2 separate regions of the Acanthopagrus latus genome follow, and region 1 is linked to region 2. Evidence: chromatin contacts called from public Hi-C data. All regions are on one chromosome and are shown on one strand. The core of a region is the stretch at or near the end of the contact, and the rest is flanking DNA. Distances in the headings are between cores, read along the strand shown. Region 1 holds the start of lsg1 (large subunit GTPase 1 homolog). Region 2 holds the start of xxylt1 (xyloside xylosyltransferase 1).

Region 1 (6,461 bases), core at 3,510-6,009, 130 kb after region 2:
CTGACATTTTGGCAAAGTCGAGCCGACGCATTACAATGTAGCGGCCTTCCTGATTTCAGCAAGCGGGGTGAATTTGAATGAAAAGCACCTGTCGCATCACAGGATACACTTTCAAGGGCAACTTGTTTTGACCCTAAGAGGATAAGTTCACCCAGAAATGAAAGTTCAGCTACCGTCTACTCACCCCCATGCTGATGGGAAGTCGGGCGAGGTTTTGTAGTCAGCGGAATATTTCTGGAGCTTCGCAGCAGAACACTGTTGCAGCCTTCCTTCTCCTCGACAGCTGAAGTAGATGGGGACTTGTTTTAAGAGGGAACAAAGCTGAAAATATGAAATGGCTCCGTACAGCTCGTCCAGTGTAATCCAAGTCTCCTGAGGCCCTGAGATCCCAAACTCATTAGAAAAGACGTTGTTTACACCCCTTTTTTAACCGAAGTCTTCACTGCGGCTGCTTAGCTGAAACCCAAGAATGTAAATGATGTCTTTTTTAAAATCTGTTTGGGATCTGGGGGCTTCCGTAGACTTGGATTTCGCAGGACGAGCTGTATGGAGCCATTTTTTAAGTTGTTCATCTACTACTCTACTTCAGTTTTCTAGGAGAATACTACAACGCTGTTTTGCTGTGAAGCTCCAACAAATGTTTTGCGGACTACCAAATGTCATTTTTCGGTGAATTTGTCCCTCATGTTATTCTCTGTAGTGTCTCGCCAAAGGGAGGACAGGACACGGAACGTAATAACAGCACTTAAAAGACAGGCGCGGTGTTAAAAGACCTCGGGTGCCTCTGCTGCCCTGTTATTAAAGGACTCATGTGATGTTCCAACTGTGGCTGCTTGTGCTGACGTCCTCCTGTGTGGCCTGGCCTTCCCTGAGGCCGCTCACAATGAATGAGCCTTCAGTACCTTAACTCAATAACTTGTGCAGCCTGCTCCCTGAACGCCATCTGACGAAAAAAAAAAGACTGAGCCTAGTCTATTAAATGACATACATGTATACGACGGCAGACCCTCCAGTAAGTATTAGCGGCGAGAGAGTGTTTCTCTGGTTTCCCTGTCTCCATGTGACTTTCAGTCAGCAGTGCAAATCTGACCCCAACACGAGCGTCTGAAGGTAAATCCCCTCTCATATTAAAGAGCACCAGTGGAAAACATGACCTACATGTTCTCCAGCACAAATCTGCACATAAACTTCGACAGCTTTAGATCATTTTCATTTTTTTTTTATTATTCATAATTCTATGAGGTTCACATAACAAACCACATTTTTTTTTCATTCTTTAAAAAATAACATATTTATACTTAAAACATCTTACTTTACATCTTAATACATAACAGTGTGTTTTTTTCTTTTGCACAGCAAAGATATGACATTTATGTCTCGGACAACATAACAACAAACATCGTTTTACATGAAGCCAACATAATACTTGAGTGAATTCTACAACAGTGCAAAGTAAAATAAATGAACAGGCTGTTGCAAAAAAAAGAAAAGAAAAGAAAAAAAGGCCCTGACAGGAAACTTTAGGAGGCCTGTTTAGACCCACTGAACCATTTAGGAAAAAGGCTTTTTTTAAAAAAAAAAAAGAAGAAGAAGAAAATAAAATAAAAAAAGAAAGGGGTGTGTTTTTTGGCTCATGAGGAGCATCTTTCAACAGAAAAATGCATTTTTCAAGAGAGAAAAAAAAAACTCAAGGTAAACAAGCTCGAGGCTACAACAAAATCCTCTTAAATAAAAGAGATGGAATTAGTGTCGTGCGTCTGAGGGCGCACCGGGACCTCGTCGGTTCAACCAGTCATCTCTCGAGCGGCACGCACTCATTTCCCCCCACCTGTCCTCCGTGTTTACACAATCTTCCAAATATCATTCAGTAGCCTAACTGCGTGTCTAACTCCTTGAGGATCGTCTCTGGATCATCTCAGTTAGTCGTGGAGAGGCACCGATGCGACAAACAATCTCCAACAACAAGGCTGACGACAGAGGAAATGTTTTTTGTTGTTGTTGTTGTTTTTTCTTGGGGGAGACCACAGAACATGTGCGTCAGGAATGCCTCGCAAGTATTCAGGCAATTTCCTGCACCTTTACCTCCTCGAACCCGTTGGTGAGCAGGGGGGGCTCCTGGTTGCTCTCTATGGAGGACTCGCTCCCCGTGCTCTCTCCAGAGAGCAGCCTGGTGACTCTCAGGTCGGCTTTCAGTGTCTGCACGTCGTTCCCTATGCTCATCTCTCCCAAGTCGTTAATGATCTGAGTCAACTCCTGTTTACCGTTGGCAACACAATCACCGTCCGTGTCCAGAATGTCCTCACACTCAAAGTGCATCGCTTTCTCCTCCTCCTCCTCCCCGACCAAGTCCTCCGTGATGGAGCCCAGCTTGGGCGCGCTCCGGCTGCGCTCCACCGGGGGTTTGTAGTAACACTGTCCGTTCAGCAGCTTCCTGAGGGGGACCAGCGGGATGGTCTGCTCCCCTATGAGCTGCTGCTGCTGGTGCCGGGCATCGTCCCTCCGTTTTAGTCTCTTAAACTCGGCCAAGGCTGTGGCCGAGGTCTGGTACAGCAGCAGCGCCATGGCTTTCGCCTTCTCCGGCTTGGACACCAGCACTGCGTGGCAGCGCAGCATCACGGCCTTGTGCTTCATTTCGTGCCTGTAAATCCAGGCGAAGATCTTGGGGAGCCTCGGGTCCGCGACGCAGTAGGTTATCCGGTGCAGCAAGTACAAGTGTCCCGGCCTCCTGGCCTTGTCGTCCACATGCACCATCCGGATGCCCTGCGAGCTGATGGTCAGCCTCATCTTGGTGCCGTTCTTGCCCATTTCGCTCTTGCCCCAGATCTTGCTCACGGCCACGTCCGTGCAGCCGTCCCCTTTGGACTGGATGGTGGTGGCGTTGCCCAGGTAGAGCACCGTGTACGTGGGGTCCTCGCTGGTGATCTTCACCTTTTTCCTCTTGGACTTGAACATGCTGCCCACCCTGTTGAGCGCGCTCTCCGGGCAGGACTTGGCGAAGGACGTGAGCACGGAGTAGTTGAGGCTCACCGCATAGCCCTTCTGCTTGGACTGCTTGTCTTCCTCAATCAGGTCGAACTTATTCTTCTTCCAAGGCAGCATTTTTTCTCGCTGTTTCCAGTCAACAGCAACAAAGTCTAGAGAAAGAAAGAAATACACTTTGGGTCACTACTAAATCCTAGAGGAGTTTCTCTCCCTGTCAGGTCATTTGTGAGCTACTCTATGGGAAGTGAACGCAAAGACAACGTACTTCATCTGTTTGTCCGCTAAAGTCCTCTTGTCCATAGTGGTGTCCTCGCTGCTGTCTCAACGTAGCGCACAAAAGAGTCTGCTGTGGCGAGATGAGCTTCAAAGATTATATACAGGGAGAAACCATTTCAGTGTGACTGTGGGGGGGACTGAACCAAATGAGAACGGAACTGTTGTGGCTGTTGTGGCCAGCCTGTGTGTGTGTGTGTGTGTGTGTGTGTGTGTGTGTGTGTGTGTGTGTGTGTGTGTGTGTGTGTGTGTGTGTGTGTGTGTGTGTGTGTGTGTGTGTGTGTGTATAGAGAGAGAGAGATACAGGCTGGCTGGCAAACGTGAGAGTTTTGTATCAATGAACACCATATGCATGCATATTCTCTCAGTTTTTCCAATGATGATAATAAACTGTATTTATATAGCTCCTTTAAAAACAAGAGCACTGACAAGCAAGCAAAAGCAGGAGACTCTGGAAGACGATATAACAGAAAAAAACGGTCTAAGGTGAGTAGAAACAAGGAGGCAGAACAGAACGTGTAAAAGCATGAAAAGTCAATATGAGTAACTACAAGTCATAAGAGTAAAAGCGACAAAACAAGCAAAAGCACAGAAGAAGAAACAGAGAAACAAGTAATGCAAAAATAGCAATGAATAAAAGAATCAAAGCAATAAACGATGATAAATTAGATTTGAAACAATTAATTATACATGTAATGTATTAACTAAAAATGTAACCTGTGTTTCTCCCTCTGAAATTAAACCAACACAAAAAATCTCAAATAGTAATGTTGGTTTTTTGGGGGGGGGTTTTGTCTTTAGTATACCTTTTTAATATACTACTACACACCATGTGTGTATTATCATTAATATGGGTGCAATTATCATGTGCAGTTGTCCTTGGTCATATCTGCATGTGAAAGAGGAACAGAGTCTAAATAGTCTTAAAGATTAATATTTTGTTTTTTTATTTTTATTATTCTATTTCATCTTGTTTTTGTCTTGTTTCATTTTTTTAATCAGTCACTGGGTCACTATTTTTCCCTCTGCTTTTGACTGTTGAGCTGCTGTAACAGGTGAATTTCCCCGGTGAGAGTCTTTTCTATGTTGAAAAACTTTTGTATCACATCGAAATGCAATATTAACACAAGCTTTGATCTTACATGAAATTGAGAAATACATAACTTAGATGTAAAGTATTAAAATATTTTCAAAGTCTGTCAGGTCATGATATTGGTAGGCTTTATGTGGAAATAAGGGAGGTGAGTCACTCTGATACACTGCTGGTTTTTGCTGCCATCTTTTGGTTTATGTCAACACTGCATCAGTTGTTTGTAATTGGGGGACGGGTTACGTATTACTTCGCGCAATACTTACTTTTAATTTACTAATTTTAATTTACTGCAGAACTATATGTGGACTGTATTATAACTCGTTTGATTGTTACAGGACTATACGTTGGCATGTGGAACGAATGTAAGGGCTGTCCTCTTTTCTTCAGAGCGCCTTTGAGAGCTGGACAGAGAAGTGGACGGTACCATAACAGCGTCGTTTAAATTGCTTAGAAGAAAGCAGACATTAGCTCATATTCGTAGATGTGACGTTCATAAATTACATTAAACTCACAACCAATTCAGCTAAAGGAAGGCCGTGAATAAATATCTAAGTATTTGACGTCGATTCTTCCGGATTAGATGAAACTCGATTGGTTTGTCCCACTTCCGGTTCTTGCGACAACAACGCAGTGCACATGGGGTACGGACTCTAGCTAGCATCAGATAGCGTTTTACATTTTGTGAGATATTTTAACAGAGGACTTTAGTGACAACATCAGAAGTTATGGGCAAGAAGAAGGCCGGCGGAGGAGTCGGACTGGGCCGAGCTCTGATAAAAGAGAGACTTCAGGCAGGCCGAGGAAACAAGAGAGGCGACTCATGGGTATGACATGGCACCAACTAGCTTATATTATACACGCTTTAACAAACCATAAAAGATAATTAACTCACATTTCATATAATGATACCAAGTTCCAGTTCCCTTTCGATCATTTTTGACCTGCCACTCATCTATTCCCGTACACGGAGGGTTCGTCAGAGCTGTCAATAGTTCTGAAAAGTGTGGTTCTTTGCTCGCACCAAATTCCATTAAGAAAATTTCATTTTATCGCTGCTTTGCTTATCGCGGACGTGAAATGCATACCTTAATACTTTTTCGTAATAGATAAGTTCCTGTTGTGAATTTCGGCGTGGGGGGGAATTATATAGGGGCATTATTTTGCCGTAAAATCTCAATATTAGTAGAACTACTAACTTACCCACTTGTGAGACAATTTTTGGAACCACCATCAGATTATTTGGGCATTACACAACAAAGTAATCGTATGTCTCCTCAAGCAGCCAGTGTGTTGCAGATGCCTTTCCCTGAGGCACCTCTATAACCTAGGGTTGATGTGTGGTTTGTTATTAACGTCATTAATGTTAAATAATTGCAGCTCCACACCAGTGAGCTGAATGATGGCTATGACTGGGGGAGGCTGAACCTGCAGTCAGTGACAGAACAGAGCTCCATGGATGACTTTCTGGCCACTGCCGAACTGGCTGGAACAGAATTTGTTGCAGGTAAATAAAACCCAATTTGCTTAAAATAAAGTGCTTGAATTTGATTTGAAGTGCAATTTGTAGCCAGAGGTTATCAGTATTTCTGCTAAATAAGCATGGTAAGCTGTGCTCAAATACAAGCGATTCTCTCCAACACTATTTTTTTTCTCATTTTTGCTTTTCAACTTGCTTTTCAATACTAGTGGGCACACAGCAAATTTTGTACACGTTAATGCTGTGTTGTATGTAGTTGCACTGTTACCATCCAGTATCCACAATGTTTCCTGTGTTTTAGAGCTTTGCATGCAAAAAATGTATATATAATTTTATTTTATAATACTACATTATCCACTGCACCTCTGTCTCTTTGATTTCACTGCTGTCCCTGACTGCCTCTTGCTTTGTTATCCCAGAAAAACTCAACATCAAGTTTGTGCCAGTGGAAGCTAGAGCAGGTTTGTTAACAGCTGAGGAGAAATCCAGGCTGGCAACGCTGCATGAAGAGAACAAGCATTTCCTCAGAATTCCACGGCGGTAAGTAAATCGACCTGGTTAATTGAGTTAATGGAACTGCTGCGATGTGTGTTTTGCAGGTTTAATTTTTGTGATATCTCTCCACCAATTTTAAGC
Region 2 (7,150 bases), core at 2,994-5,493:
ACATTTGATAAGACAGTCCTGCTTGGATGCATTTGGTGAACCACTCTGAAGTACACCCATGTCAGTGTTTTCACTTATTTGGCTGATTAGACCTCTCTTCCTATGCTTGGCTGACTCTCCCTCATTCTTTTGCTAAGTTTTGTTGCACCTGTTAGACCCACCACTGTCCCTCCCAACTTACATCTAATCAGCCAGTAACCAAAAACATCAATGGACAAAGGAGTGACAGTGTGGATCTGTTATGGCAGCAAATCAACTACATGTATGTTACACAGTGTAAATATGTTTAAAAGGTCCAGTGTGTAGGATTTAGGAGGATCTATTGACATAAATGATTGAATTATGATTTCATTGGTGTATTATCACCTGAAACTAGTTTTCATTTCTAAAGAAGGAACATTTTATATCTAGAAGTATCTTCCATGGAGCCATGTTTCAGCTGTAAACTAGCAGACACAAACACTAAACACTGCCTCTGTACAGCTTTTTGCCTTTTTCATGTTTTTAGTTGCACTATAGAGGAGGGTGAGGTGAGGCCTATTTTGTTGGTTACAAGGTCCAACCTCACCACTAGATGCCATTAAATCCTACACACTGCGCCTTTATAAGGGTATATTTTCTGCAGATCTTTTAGTGGTATACAAAACCTCCAAAATGTGCCATTTAATCTGCATGTTGTCAGTGCAGATGTCATTAACTGAAACTGAATTGTTGACATTTATTTGTTCAAGCACAATGAGACATTTTGTGCAAAAGTGAAAATATAAACAGTGGATCAGAACTGGTTCCAACTTCAAGTCCACATCAATCAGCCTGTATAATCTGCTCGGGGCATCCCCAATTTGGTGCATACCTTCTATTTGACATACATTTTATGCAAAAAAAAAATTTAAAATCCTTTTGAACATGTGAGGAATCGAGATGGCCTGCACCCTCTCCCCCACCCCCTCATTTTGCTTAAGAGTTGTGTGGCTAATTTTCTTTTTTTTTTCTTTTTCAAAGAAAAGATGCCTTGAACATAGAGAAAAAAATAATGAGTTAATATTTTACTGCAGAACAAGAGACAGAAGGGAGCTTGCGAGTCTGGTGCCATTATTTTTTCTAATCTCCTGATGGCAGCAGAGGACCACTTTCAGCCAGCAAGGAAGGGGCTCTCTGCAAATGACTTGTCCACTATGAAAACCACAACACAAATAACAGAGAGAGAAGTTTACAGCTAGATTGTAAGACATGGACACAAATGTACATTTCCCTTTCTGATACCTAGAAATGCCAAGCACAGGAAAGCTTAGCTAATTTTGCTTGGTCAGAAAAAACTCACAATGGCTCAGATAGTGTTTGCAATTCTAGTTAAAACAACCTACACACATTGTGATGTATGTTCAGAAATAGCCGTGTGAGTGATACATAAATAAATGAGACACCCACCTTCAGCAAAAGGGACCACGATCAAGGCTCTGTCCACGAAGACGGTGTTCGTCAGGTGTTGGGAAACGCCCACCGATTCAGACTCAAGGAACTTTACAAAACAGACACGTGAAGTCACAGGCAAGGGAGAGTCACTGGAAAAAAATACAGATATGTTGTGCAAAGAATACAAACAAGGACAGCCAACATGCCTTCTTCAAACTGAGTTTTGTGTCCCCAGGGACAGCTAAACTAATAATGGATTATGGGCTATACAATATTGTCCTCTTCTGAGACCAACAAGGTATCTTATTAGACAAATCTGTTGAAGAGCAAATATCACAATCAATCACTATCTATATTCCCACTGGTTGTCTGCAAGAAACTAATATTGAATTAAGTTCTTGTTTCAGTCCTTGACACATCCTACCTGCTGAGATGCCAGGTGTTACTCAATAGAGGTGGATACAAAGGAGAGAGTGATCATTTCCTACTGTGTGTTGCAGTCATTTAGTGGCACCCCAAGTAAGATGAGGGCATTCACAACAGGAAGTCACTGACAAAATTAACACTTGAATTACAATTGGGATATTGGGATATTTAAGTATTTCACTTGATTATTTGTTTTGTGACATATCTAATTTTTTGAATATTTTGTGTCCCCAAGGATGGGACTCATTTCATTTGACTTTAATTTCACGCACATGCATGCATCCATATCCCAATATCCCTAACTTCTTGGGAAAAAGAGTAGTGTCATTTGTTTTTCCAATTGGTAGAAATAAGCATTAACACCTAGAAGTCCAGTGATTTATTTACATTACTGATTAATCTGCCAATTACTTTTCCAATTAAACATATCGGTTTTCAGTCTCCTCAATTACAATAATCGGCATTGGCCCTAAATAATCAACATCTGTCCACCCCCATTTACTTCTATCTGAAGAATTACCACCTTGTTTTCTTACATTTAGAGGCCAACCAATGACCCGTATCATATACAATTAATACACATAGCACAAGGAAACAACCCCCAATATTTAGTTAAAGTCCTAGTAGCCTTAAAAAAATCGCGTAAGCTGTTGCGATTAATTACCTGCCCACATGTTCGTCGGCTAACAGCTTGGGTTTAATGCACAATGGTTTTAAATTTAACTTATGCTAAATGACTAGCATAAACACACAGCGGGCGAATAATCAATAATATCATACGTCCCTCACGCAGGAACGTTACCGCTGAGGGGAGTGACAGACCGCTGCTGCTGCATTCACTGAAGGCGCGGGCAAACATTATTAGCATTAGCATGCCGTGCAGTGAGGCCTACTCAACACTACAGGCCTCAGTAAGAGCCGGCGACAGAAAACGGTTTATCCATTGAAAGTTCACAATACTCACTCAGGTGGGAACAGTTTGAGCTCCTCTATGTTTCCGAGGAATCCAAAGAGAGTCCTCATTTGTTCGGATGTTGTGCTCGGGGACACATTTGTCACCTGAATGACGTGCGTGCTGGAATTCATTTTCGCGAGTGCTAATCAAGCTAGCTAGCTTTACGCTAGCAACGTGCCTGAATATAAAACAAAAAAAGACGAACTAGGTAACGTTTACAACCGAAAGAACATCAAGCGAACACAAAAGCTAGCATTGTTAGCTTAGGCGGAAGGTGTTCGACATTTGCTGCGGACGAGAACACAACGGCCGCGAGCGGAGAGCAACAATGCTGCTGCCCAAAATGTCGTGAGGCAGAGATGCTGCGTTTACGAGCAGTTTTGAAGCTCGTACTTCTGAAATTTAGCCGCGCAAATATGGAAAATAACAAGTGAAGCGGAAATAGTAATGAAAGTATTAATCGGTTCATAAATAAAAACTTAATTTCAAAGTAATTCATCATTTGATATTTTAATGGACAATAAATAGAGGAAAATAGAATTTAGAAGCGAAATATTTATCCATCAATAAATAGTTTAAATTAACAATCAATATATAACATGGATATTAAATAAATACAGTAAAGTAATTTCTGGAATGCAGGAAAGTATATAAAAATGGCATGAAAGAAAATACAAGGAAATACGTTAGGACAAGCTACAGAAAAAATGATGTTATAGATGAGAAAGTGTGCATCATATGCGTAGTATATGAATATGATTCGGTGTTTATGTTATTATGTTTTCTGTTTTTAACAATAATGGAAACTATATATAGTATAAGTGCAGTTGTAGAGACAACCTGACAATCTGATACATCTCTGCAACTCCACCTGATCTTAACAGGTTTTCCAAAGAATGATTTTAGACATCAGAACTTTGACATACAGAAACATTTTTGTTACTTCCTAAATGCTGAGTAAGTATACACATTTAATTCAAACTGTAGAATATTTATCCATGGCAAAGAAAAAGATCTACATGGGCTCCTTCACCCCAAATACAATTTACGTAATCAGCCAATTCCAGTGAACTATATCAGAAAGTAAGATGAACATTATGGTTATGAATGCACTGAGAGTTGTAAAGTTTAGAGATCTTTGTTTTATTGATGCAATGTGTCTTGTTTTTGTTTATAATCCTGTAGACATGTTCGTGTTTGTATTTTCTTGGGTGAGACTATAGACAATATTCCTGCTCCGACTGGACAATACATTTATTCTATTCCTATACTTTATTCTAAATGAACTACGACAAAGAACGGACCAAAAACAAGGAAATCGATGACGAAGTTCCACACGTTTCTGAATCGTTTTCAAAAACAAAAACAAACAAACAAAAAAACAATCGATCTGCCAATTGTCCAACTGTACCAGAAGGCAGCATGGGTCGGAATACGGCTGACATCACAGTGGGTGTGGCTAAGGTTGCGTCACAGTATTTTGTTGCTAGCTCGCGGTTTCTGCAAAGAGGCTTTTTTGGCGTTTTTTTTCTTCTCGAAATCTCAAAGCCGTGCACATACCGTCGTAAATTAACAGGCACACACGCATGCAGAGCCACGTCGGTATTCTTAAACAGTCAGACAGCTCTGTTGTGTGCTCCGGTTCAACAAATAGCAGCGGAGGACAACTCAACGACACACGTCTTGGCGCAAAGTCGTCGCTTGCTAAGTTAGCATCCTCGTTTGCAGCTGGCCATGTCAACAGGTTGCTCCGATGTTTCTGACTGCAGAGATTGCAGTTGTAGAGAATTCAAGCAGCGTTAACAGTGTCGGTGCATTTCAGTGTGACGTTTGCTAGCGTGCTGTTGCATGAAGTGGAGGATTTACTGACGTTAACAACTCAGGGCAGCTTAATCCCCCCGAGCAAGCTGTCAAGATGCAACTGCAGAGATCAACAACATGAGACGGGCAAGTTCCTTATTCTGAGAAGATGAATGATATTTTATGTTCATTATTGCAATGGGATTTTAGACACAACACACAACAAGCATCAGTGTTTAGGGCCCAACATTGCCATGAATTGTATGTAAACACTGCCTGCAGAGCTCTGACAAAACCTTGTTAAAGGTAATATGAGATAGAGAGATAGATAAGTGTTACTGGCAAGTCAAAGTAACGTTACTACATAAAACATTAAAGGCGCACGAGTGTAAAAATACCATATTTATACCTTTACACTGTCCAGTCACGGAAGATGATGGTACTGGAATAATGACAGGAAGAGAGGGGTGGTTACCCAGCAGGACAGGCACAGTGATTTTTTTTCTGAACAAGATTTTTTTGTGGCCTCCAGACACTGCTTGTACCTGAATGAAGACACACACACACACACACACACACACACACACTAGACTGATTATCTACCCTTGCCAATAGTTGCTGGCCATATTTCAGCATTTTCTGATCACTAGTATCAGTGATTATTTCTTGTTGTCAGACTGCTGATAAAAATCGGAATTGGGCTTCTTTGGTTTTGATGTAATATCCTCTTGCAAAATGTCCCCCCAATAACACCATCTGATTTGTTACACGTCACAATTAATAGATTGTAAACATGGATCAGTCTGAATGTGCAAAGTGCCTAGTAACCAAATGTATCAGATAAACGTGGTGGAGAGGAGGTATGAGTTTCATTTTTACTGCAAATGAATGTCGGTCCCAGTTATCGGTTTTTAGTCTCCTTGATTTCTACTATTCCCCGAACAAGCCATATCGGTCAACCCACATGTGCACACACGTTAGATAGGGATGAAAAATAAATTGTCAACAAATGACATCATAAATGCTCTCAGTGCGACAGAGGTTGCTCCGAAAATATTTCATAACACCCATGTAAATATATCACCTTAAATCAATTATGTGTTTTTTAAAATCTAGTCTGGAAGGCCTTATCATTGAACATTGCCATCTAGATTAAACTGCATCCATCCACTATGTCCAAATACAACCTACACACAATTTAACATAGTTACAAAGCAAATGATACAGTATGGATGTTTAGTATGCAATGTATTAAAATAAAAAAGCGTTACAAGAAAAGTTGGCAACTTTTATAAATTCTAAGTGAGGCTTGCAGCCCTGACTTATATTAACAAACTAATGGAAAGAAATCAAACTTGTTCTTATGAAAAACATCCCAGAATCAGCATAATGCAGTTATTGTTTCTAGCCAGCAAACCAGGTTTAATTTAACTATGGCTTTGCTCGCTTTCATTCAAACAAGCACTTTAATTTTGCAAGACAACTACCAGATTCATTCAATCATTCATTCATTCATTCAGTCATTCATTCTGTGTCCTTCTCTCAATATTTAATTTTCCCTTTCTTCCTCACCTGAGCATCTGAGTGTTTCTATTTGGAGCCATTTGTGTGATGCTATTTGGTTCAGCAAATAATTCCGATGAGCAGATTTATTGCAGCACTACCAAGCAGACTCAACAGGATGCCGCAGCTACATAACAAAAAAAAATGTTGACCAAACACAACCAGCAGCGTCGCTGCGTTACCATGGTTATGCACTTGAGTGTTTTGGAGTGAGTGTTTCGACTTAACGCTACAAACACAGTCACATATTGTGTGGCCCTATGTGGCTGGCCCTGTAAAAGATAAAGACAAACTATCCTAAAACTTTTTTGATAAAATTCACTTGCTAAGAAATACCTGGAGTTGTTTTTAAGTGGACCGTTTCTAAATGAGTGTCCTTTTTATTACAGGAAAATGCTGGACCAAAAATAACTCAAAGGACACCCGATGGTGAATATTTTCCAATGTTGACCCCCATTCTCATGACACCAGCAGGGAGATATGGGCATCCTCAGACTGGTAGCCAGAATCATGGGTAGGATCAGTACTTTCAGGTCCTATCAGTTTGTGCTTCTCCTGGCTGCCGCACTAGCTGTTGTAGCTTTTTACTACTTTGGCTCAGAGCGGCAGAACTTCTCCAGCACCACAAAGAGGATCAAACAGAGCCAGGCCAGCCACAACACCAACAGGAACGATGCAGACCTGACCGTGGACACTGGGCTCTCACAACCTGCTGGATCTGAGGAGCATGAAGGAGAAGAGCAGCGCAATGTGGGCGGAGAGAGCAAGGGATTTGGGTCCAAGACGGGGGACGGTGACGACGGTGTCCATCGCTACCACGCACTCATGATGTTCACCAAGGTGGACAAGAGCCGCAGCCTGCAGGACAAGTTCAGGGTGGCGATGTTGTCTATGGTTAAACACGGACGCTTCCTGGAAGGAGAGGTGTTGGTGCTTCATTTTGTGAGCGACCCGGCCAGCAAAGACATGGGAGAGAGGATGCTGCAGGAGTTT

The links. A called contact is a pair of places that touch in the nucleus more often than the background predicts.
Region 1: a contact with region 2 is called in a Hi-C map of muscle, with 7 times the contacts expected there. The contact joins the promoter of lsg1 here to the promoter of xxylt1 in region 2. A contact is called at or near these places in 3 of 4 Hi-C or Micro-C datasets (all in muscle).

The regions. Positions count from the first base shown.
Region 1 is chr11:17,026,628-17,033,088 of fAcaLat1.1, forward strand. lsg1 (large subunit GTPase 1 homolog) reads left to right here and starts at 4,760. Exons shown (of 14, transcript XM_037115793.1): 1 at 4,760-5,172; 2 at 5,726-5,852; 3 at 6,245-6,365; 4 at 6,461. The coding sequence starts at 5,074. fam43a (protein FAM43A) reads right to left here and starts at 3,384. Exons shown (of 2, transcript XM_037116037.1): 1 at 3,248-3,384; 2 at 1,204-3,134. The coding sequence starts at 3,099. The coding sequence ends at 2,059.
Region 2 is chr11:16,893,071-16,900,220 of fAcaLat1.1, forward strand. It overlaps xxylt1 (xyloside xylosyltransferase 1), which reads left to right and starts at 4,244. Exons shown (of 5, transcript XM_037115418.1): 1 at 4,244-4,741; 2 at 6,547-7,150. The coding sequence starts at 6,638. LOC119029061 (serine/arginine-rich splicing factor 11-like) reads right to left here and starts at 3,170. Exons shown (of 12, transcript XM_037115603.1): 1 at 2,804-3,170; 2 at 1,429-1,562. The coding sequence starts at 2,925.